2 separate regions of the Mus musculus genome follow, and region 2 is linked to region 1. A link is a contact called in public ChIA-PET data. All regions are on one chromosome and are shown on one strand. The core of a region is the stretch at or near the end of the contact, and the rest is flanking DNA. Distances in the headings are between cores, read along the strand shown. Region 1 has its middle 19 kb from the start of Fzd5. Region 2 has its middle 14 kb from the start of Plekhm3.

Region 1 (3,668 bases), core at 688-3,187:
AGTTCTCTCCACCTGTGCCGTTTATTTGGATGGAACTTCCTTTTTTAAATCATGGATTGGAATGCTTATGTGGACCAGGCTGCTCTGAAACTAGAGATTCACTTGCTTCCCAAGTGTTTTGATTAAAGGCACATGCTACCATCCCTAGTTGGGTATAACATTTTATACCCAGATTAAAATAGCCCTCTGAGTTCTTGCCTACATTTCCCACCCCTCTCTCAACTTTTGCAGTGAACATCTAAGCCCGGAACGAACTTTCTGATGCCTCATGTTCACAGTTTGCAAGCCAGTTCTGTAATTCTATGATAATAGACAAGGAAGTTAAAAGTCTATAGAATAAATTGAGCATGGGAGTGGATTTAAGCTCATTCCCATATAGAGACTATTTGGCCTATTCTCCAAGTTCTCACAACGGACATTTGCAAAGTGTTTTTGTTTCAAGTTACTCATATCATTGTCTTTGTCATTGTCGTCGTCATCATCATCATAGTAGGCAACGACAGCAGCTCTGAAGATATGAAACCATCATTATTGCTGAACAGCAAATAGCCTCAAAACTCAAGTGTTTAAAACCACCATCCCCTCCTCCTCCGTTCCTGCATCTGCAAGTGACGAAGTCTGGCCAGGCAGACCTATTGCTCTTGGCTCGTTCTGCTCATGCCTCTCTGGGTCAGCTTTGCTCTAGGCTGGGTGGGGCTTCTGCAGTTTCCTTGGGGAAGCTTTGCCTTCACACATCTCTCATCCCTTCCTGGAACCTTGGTTTCTTCTGGACATGACACATTCATCTCATGGAAAGAACAGAGATAGATACACGGAAGAAAGCCAATCATAGCATGTTTTCTAGCCTGTACTTGTAGCATGTCTGTTAAAATCCTACTGGCCAAAGCAGGTGTTGCCATGAGAGCTAATGGGTGAGGAGTATTCTCGACTCTTGTTGAAAGTGTGACACCTTCTATGGGCTTACTGACATAAAGAGGAATGAAAAATGCAGGTACTGGTGCACTCTGCTGCAGCCTCCAGGCAGCAAGCCTTCTTGGTATCAGCTACTTTTTGTGCCCATCCCTTGAGATACAGGCCTTTCAAAGCCTGGTGTTCTCTCTGTTTAGGGTTCTAAGCATGCAGGACAAACCAGACCAGGCAGAGAAGTGGCTACCCTCGCCAGTGACTTCAGCACAAAGGCTACACTTTGGCCTGCCTCCTAGGGTAAACAGAGAAGGCTGGCAAGCCAGCACTGGCTCACGCCTCCTGGCTCTGGCTCCCTCCCCAGCTACCCCCACCCTAACAGCTTCTTAGAGTGTTAGCCACTGCTCTAGTGAGAGAAGAGTAATTGAGGGTGTAATTAAAAAAAAAAGAAGAAGAAGAAGGAGGAGGAGGAGAAGGAGAAGGAGAAGGAGAAGGAGAAGGAGAAGGAGAAGGAGAAGGAGAAGGAGAAGGAGAAGGAGAAGGAGAAGGAGAAGGAGAAGGAGAAGGAGAAGGAGAAGAAGAAGAAGACATTAGAGAGCAATAGACCAGATACCCCAGCTCAGGGCAGCTCTAAACCAAAAGACTAAGGCAGAACCAACAAAGCAGGGCAAGGGGGCCTGGCTAACAGAAGAATGGGTAAATTTGGCCTGTGAGAGAGCAAAACCAGAAGAAAAACGAAAATAGCTTAAGGGAGGCCGAAGTCGCAGCACGTAAGAGTCCCTGGGCTCAATCTTCAGCACTGCCGAATGAGAAAATAAATAAAAGGCATACATACAAAAATCTCACAGGAAACACAGGAAAGCCACAGCCTGACATTTTCGGAAGTGCTCAAGACAGAAGACTTTGGCAAATGACATTAAGTTTTCAATGAAAACTTTGCAGGGAGATTTCTTTCACACACCCTACCACTTCTGCTGCCAGAACAAACATGCTGGAAGGCTGATCGCACACGACACGGAATCCAAACACACCAAACAAACTCAGGAAACCAGAGAGAAGAGAAGCGTCTCTAATGCACCTCTGTGACTCTCAGCTTTCTACCTGAGCTGGCTTGCGAGCTGAGGGAAGAAGGCTGCTTTTATGGTGATACAAACAGTAATGTGTCCTTCTTGAAATGCTGCAAATTGTTAGATAATGACAACTGGCCACCAAAGCAAACTAATGAAGGCCACAAGCCCACATTAGTGTGAAAGGAAGACAGGAGAGCCCTAGCTGCCCAGTGATGACTAACCCCACTGGAAAGAGGGGGTGTTGAGGAGCTCCTCTCGCCCAGTTCTTCTTGCTGTCTTCTTGGTCCCATTTCCTTTCAGTAAAATAATGGGATAAGACCCTAAGTCCATTCCAGTATCCAGAGGTAATCCTGTGTTTTTTTTTTTTTTTTCTGGACACAGTATCCCAGCCCATTGCCCTGGACTCTGAAGGAATGAAATCCACGTGGCATTATCTTTGTCCAACTATGTAACAGCAGAGGCAAGTTGGCACCGGCACATAAAACCACAATGGAGTTAGAGCAGGCCGGATCCTTGCAAGTTAAGCACTGCCAGCTACTCACGACTTGCCCTCCAGCAGGTTACTTAATCTCTTCATACAGGGGTTTCCTCATCTGTCACGTGGGGAAAATGGGAGAGGCTGTTATTACTGGGGGTTGTGGGGATGAGGGAGATAATGCACTGAGGATTTAGTGGGGGGCTTGGTGCATAAAAGGGTCTCAGAGCTCTGCTGCAGTCTGCAAACGTCACTTCGGCAGCACACGGCAGGTTTGGGTGTTTTTTTTTGTATTTTGTTTTTTGTTTTTTCTTTAAGAGGTGAGAAGAAGAAAAGCTGTTTATAAAGGAAGGATCGTGCTTAAAACAACCACCTTTTCCATCCTGTTGACTTGCTGATAGGAAGTAAGATTTCTGCCTGTAAGAGGAGAAATAGCACCCTGGGTTGGGGTTTAAGTATAGCTTGGGTTTCTCCTTAGTCATTTTGTTTTGGTTGACTTCTGTTTGTACATTTGGCTGGGTTCATCCTACATAGCCTTACCTTGAGCCAGCATATAACAATGGCTCTCAGTTTTAGACGCACGTTAGAATTGGGGGATTTAACACAGAGATGGTGTCACAGCCCTGTAATCCTAGTACTCCAGAGGCTGAGGCAGAAGAATTGCAAATTCAAATTTGAGGCCAGCCTGGGCTACATAGTGAATTCCAAGTTAACTTATTTAAAGGTGAATTCCTGCCTCAATGAAACAAAACAGAATTGAGGGGACTTAAAAAAAAAAGTCCTGATGCCCACGTGCTAATGTTATTAGAACTGGGTGTGTGTGTGCACGTGTGTGCGTGTGTGTGTGTGTGTGTGTGTGTGTGTGTGTGTGTGTGTGTGTGTGCATACATACACAGCACCCAAGTAACTGAGGCAAACCTGATTTCTGCTTCCATGGTTGCTAGTAAAGTCCTGATTGTTGAGTTGGATAGTGGTTACACAGCTACCTTCCGTCTGTAAAACTTCATCGAGATGCATACTTAGGATTTATGCACGTTTCTACATGTATAATATACTTCCATAAAAAAAAAAAAAAAAAAAAAAAAAAAAAAAAACAGACACAAATCCTTTGGTTGAAGTTGCACCGAAGACCAATTAAATCTAAATCTTTCGGGGTGGGAACCTGGCTGGCAACACTGTTTTGTGAAACTGCTCAGGTATTTGCACTTGCAGCTGAGCTG
Region 2 (3,601 bases), core at 235-2,734, 210 kb before region 1:
CTTCTGAATTCCCTGCCTTGGAGCTTTGTGGACATGTTCTAAGTGCCTTTTCTTTCAGGGCTTGTCTTCCTGGGGGCTGACTAGATGTCAGTTTGTCCCCATTGTGGTTTGAATGTGTCTCCCCAGAAGCTAACAGGTTGGAAACTTAATTCACAAATTTATATGTTGATAATATTGGTAGGAGAGCCTCTTGGGAGGTAGTGAGGGTGAGGCAGGATCATATTGATGGTTTTATAAGAAAGAGAGGCCCAAACTAGGAAGATTGCTCTCTCCCCATGAGTCATCCTCCTTCCTATTACAATGTAGGAAGAAGGCTGGACCTGGATGCCAAGACCTCCAGAATCTGGAGCAAAACAAACAGCTAAAAGAAACTTCTCATCTTATCAGTTATCCGGCCTCTGGTATTTTGTTACATCACCAGAAAACTGTAATAGGAAAGTCCTCTAAGGCCTGAGGAGTGGATGCAGCTGGAGATGCAGTAGAGAGGTTAGCATCTGGTAGCTAAGGTATTAACAGATATCCTGTTGACAGGGCCTAGGCAGGGAAACTGAGCTCACCTGTCTGTTTTCGCATATTTTGACTGCTATGGAGAACCATCCTGGTGAGATGAACTTCTCACTATCTTTCAAAAAGGTTTTTGAGCTGGGCATGGTGGCGCACACTTTTTAATCCCAGCACTTGGGAGGCAGAGGCAGGCGGATTTCTGAGTTCGAGGCTAGCCTGGTCTACAAAGTGAGTTCCAGGACAGCCAGGGCTATACAGAGAAACCCTGTCTCGAAAAACCAAAAAAAAAAAAAAAAAAAAAAAAAAAAAGGTTTTTGGCAAATTAGTTCTGAGCACATTGTAGTGTTTTGTTTTTTTTGTTTTTTGTTTTTATTTCTGTTTTTTAAGCTTTTTTCTCACCGCAGCAAGCCCAAGCAAAACTTCATTCTTGGTGAAGAGAGTAGTCCTCACTTCAGATTAAAAGTCACCTAGTCTTGCTCTTCTATTTTCTTGCAAGAACAGGCCATTTCTTGGGGGACAAATATTGCCAGAGAGAATACATTGACTCATTTCTACAACAGACTAGAGAGATAATATCTTTACTGTTATTGTTGAAATCATCACACCACCATCATCATCATTATCCCTATTGACTCCATGGGAAACTGAGACAAAGAGAAACCATTTGTGTAAGGCCCCAAACTAATGCTGGAGGCACTGTGTTAACCCCACTGCAATACTGCTTCTGTTCAGTCCCCTCTACTTTTATACCTCAACTCTACTTAGCCTCCAGGGCAGGCTCGAAGCTTTGCTTTGAGACAGAGTCTCTCTGTCGCCAATTTTGGCCTAGAACTCACTATGTAGCTGAAGCTGGAGCTGGCATCTGCTCCACCTCCCAGATGCTGAGATCATAACATATCCTCCCTTGCACGACAGCCTTGCCCCATTAGAGGTTCTGTGTGATTCTCAAACCTTCTGTAGTTTCCTTTGTCAGTGTCACTTCCTGAGATGCATTTCCTGTTTGGACTGCTAGTGATCTCATCTGTTTGTACTTTAGCTCTACAGTGTCCTGGGGAGGGCGGTTTCCCTGGCAAGCACAGTAGACTGTTTAGGTGCTCCAGCAGGGAGGACTCCTTGCTGCTTCTGAGGGTTCGCAGTGAAGTCAACAGACTTCACTCAACAGTCAGCCTCGTCAGAGCATCAACTGCAGAAGTTGCCTTGTCCAAGGCTGTGCCCCTCCTATTATAAAGGGCCACTTCCAGTAATTGAGGGATGTGGGAGAATAATGTCCTGGCCATCTTGGATAGTGCCATGCTAGAGCTAGCCTCTACTGATTTTCAAAGCCTGACTGTGAGTATAAACTTGATGTTCTTTGATGTATATCTAGAAGTACAAATTTGGCTATGTGTTTCTAGAGCTCAGATTATGATATTTCACTAATCAAAAACTGTTTTCTTATGGCTGGCCATTTTGACAACATACAACTGTTCTCTGGTGACTTCAGAATCTTTGCCAAACATCTGAGGACCCCTCCCTGTTTGGAGGTCTTTGTGGGGTTAGCTGAGGCTGTAGTTGGACCTCATGGCTATACCTTTTCCTCTGCTCAGTTAAACTTCTTTCCCTTTCTTTCATGTACACTGATTCCCTATACTCTAAGCTTTCTTTTCCACTTTGTTCTCTGGGATATTCAACTTGTAAGAAAAACTCTTGAGGGTCCTAAAGTTTCTGTACACTGCCCATCTTATGTAAAAACTTTATTGGAGTTCTGGACTTTTCCCAGAAGGAAATCGATAACATATCATTCAAATGGTTCCATCCTACATCAGGATTGTGGCACTTTCTCTTTTGTAGGATTTTAAATACTTCCTCATTCATAGTAATGCATAGTGACCCATGGTGACTCTAGGTCCTCTACCTAGACAAGAGATGTCTCTAGAATATGTTGATTGATTGGTCATGTTCAAATTACATGGTTAGAGACTTTTCTATAAGTTCTATCACTTACTTTTGAGCACTGGTTAAAGAGCTTTGGTAGGCAGAGGTGATGTCGAATCATTGAATATTTTGCTTTGTGGAAAGTTTGTAGGCATGGTGCTCAAAAGACTTTGAAACATTATGACCTAGCTATCAACTAATTAGAGAGGATCCTAGCTATAATTCAAAGGCAGGGACGTAGAGATACCAATCCAGCAAACAGGGTCAGGAATTAATACTCTAGGTGTTAGATCTGAGGAAGTTCCTTAGGGAGTTGGGACAAATAGAAAGTTTGCTGAGAAAAGCTAGTTATCAGCCCTTAGGGGACCATTTCAACATTTAATGGTGGCTACAGCCTTGGTGGGGGGGTGGTGAGTGCCTACTACTGAACAGCACATGCTCTTATACTTTAGAACATTATTGTGCTTGTGATCTTAATCTTTGTCTTAGTTAGGATTACTATGGCTGTGATGAAACATCATGACCAAAAGCAAGTTGGGGAGGAAAGGGTTTATTCAGTTTACACTTCCACAGCACAGTTCATCATTGAAGGAAGTCAGGGCAGGAATCCAAAAGGACAGGAACCTGGAAGCAAGAGCTGGTGCAGAGGCCTTGGAGGAGTGCTGCTAGCTTGCTCCTCATGGCTTGCTCATATAGAACCTAGTGCCGATAGACTAGGGTGGAATCATCCACAATGATCTCTTCCATAGAAGTCACTAATTAAGGAAATGCCCTTCAGCTATGCAGATAGCTCAGTCTTATGGAGGCATTGTCTCATTTGAGGCTCCTTCCTCTCCAGTGACCAGCTTATGTCAAGCTGACATAAAACTAGCCAGCACAATACTTCTCAAATGGCTTTAATTTGAGTAAGGAAAGTAAAGATATATATGCATGTTGAAAGCAAATGGCTTCCATAGGCTCATAGGAAGTGACACTATTAGAATGTGTGGACTTGATGGGGTAGGTGTGGCCTTGTTGGAGGAAGTGGGTCACTGAGGGTCAACTTGAATGGTCTCAGTCTTCCTTCTACTGCCTTCGGATCAAGATGTAAAACTAGCTGCTTCTTCTCCAGCACCATGTTTGCCTGCACACTGCCACGCTTCCTACCATTATGATAGTGGACTAAACCTCTGAACTGTAAGCC

What was found. ChIA-PET counts read pairs in DNA pulled down with a chosen protein or histone mark.
Region 2: an RNA polymerase II ChIA-PET map of effector CD8 T cells shows a contact between it and region 1, with 8 read pairs. The contact joins two enhancer-like sites. A contact is called at or near these places in 3 of 39 promoter capture datasets (all in embryonic stem cells), 1 of 15 datasets of contacts at CTCF or cohesin (large pre-B cells), 1 of 484 Hi-C or Micro-C datasets (bone marrow-derived macrophages), 4 of 115 datasets of contacts at active chromatin or transcription factors (effector CD8 T cells, embryonic stem cells and large pre-B cells) and 1 of 9 other capture datasets (liver).

What each region holds. Positions count from the first base shown.
Region 1 is chr1:64,754,985-64,758,652 of GRCm38.p6, reverse strand. No RefSeq gene overlaps it. Among named protein-coding and RNA genes, the nearest start is that of Fzd5, 19 kb to the right of the region's middle. Within about 2 kb of position 1,937, at least 74 of the 459 cell types and tissues checked have an H3K27ac peak or open chromatin away from gene starts, as enhancers often do. A contact at or near this core is called in effector CD8 T cells, where this site is marked.
Region 2 is chr1:64,968,779-64,972,379 of GRCm38.p6, reverse strand. No RefSeq gene overlaps it. Among named protein-coding and RNA genes, the nearest start is that of Plekhm3, 14 kb to the right of the region's middle. Within about 2 kb of position 1,484, at least 46 of the 459 cell types and tissues checked have an H3K27ac peak or open chromatin away from gene starts, as enhancers often do. A contact at or near this core is called in effector CD8 T cells, where this site is marked.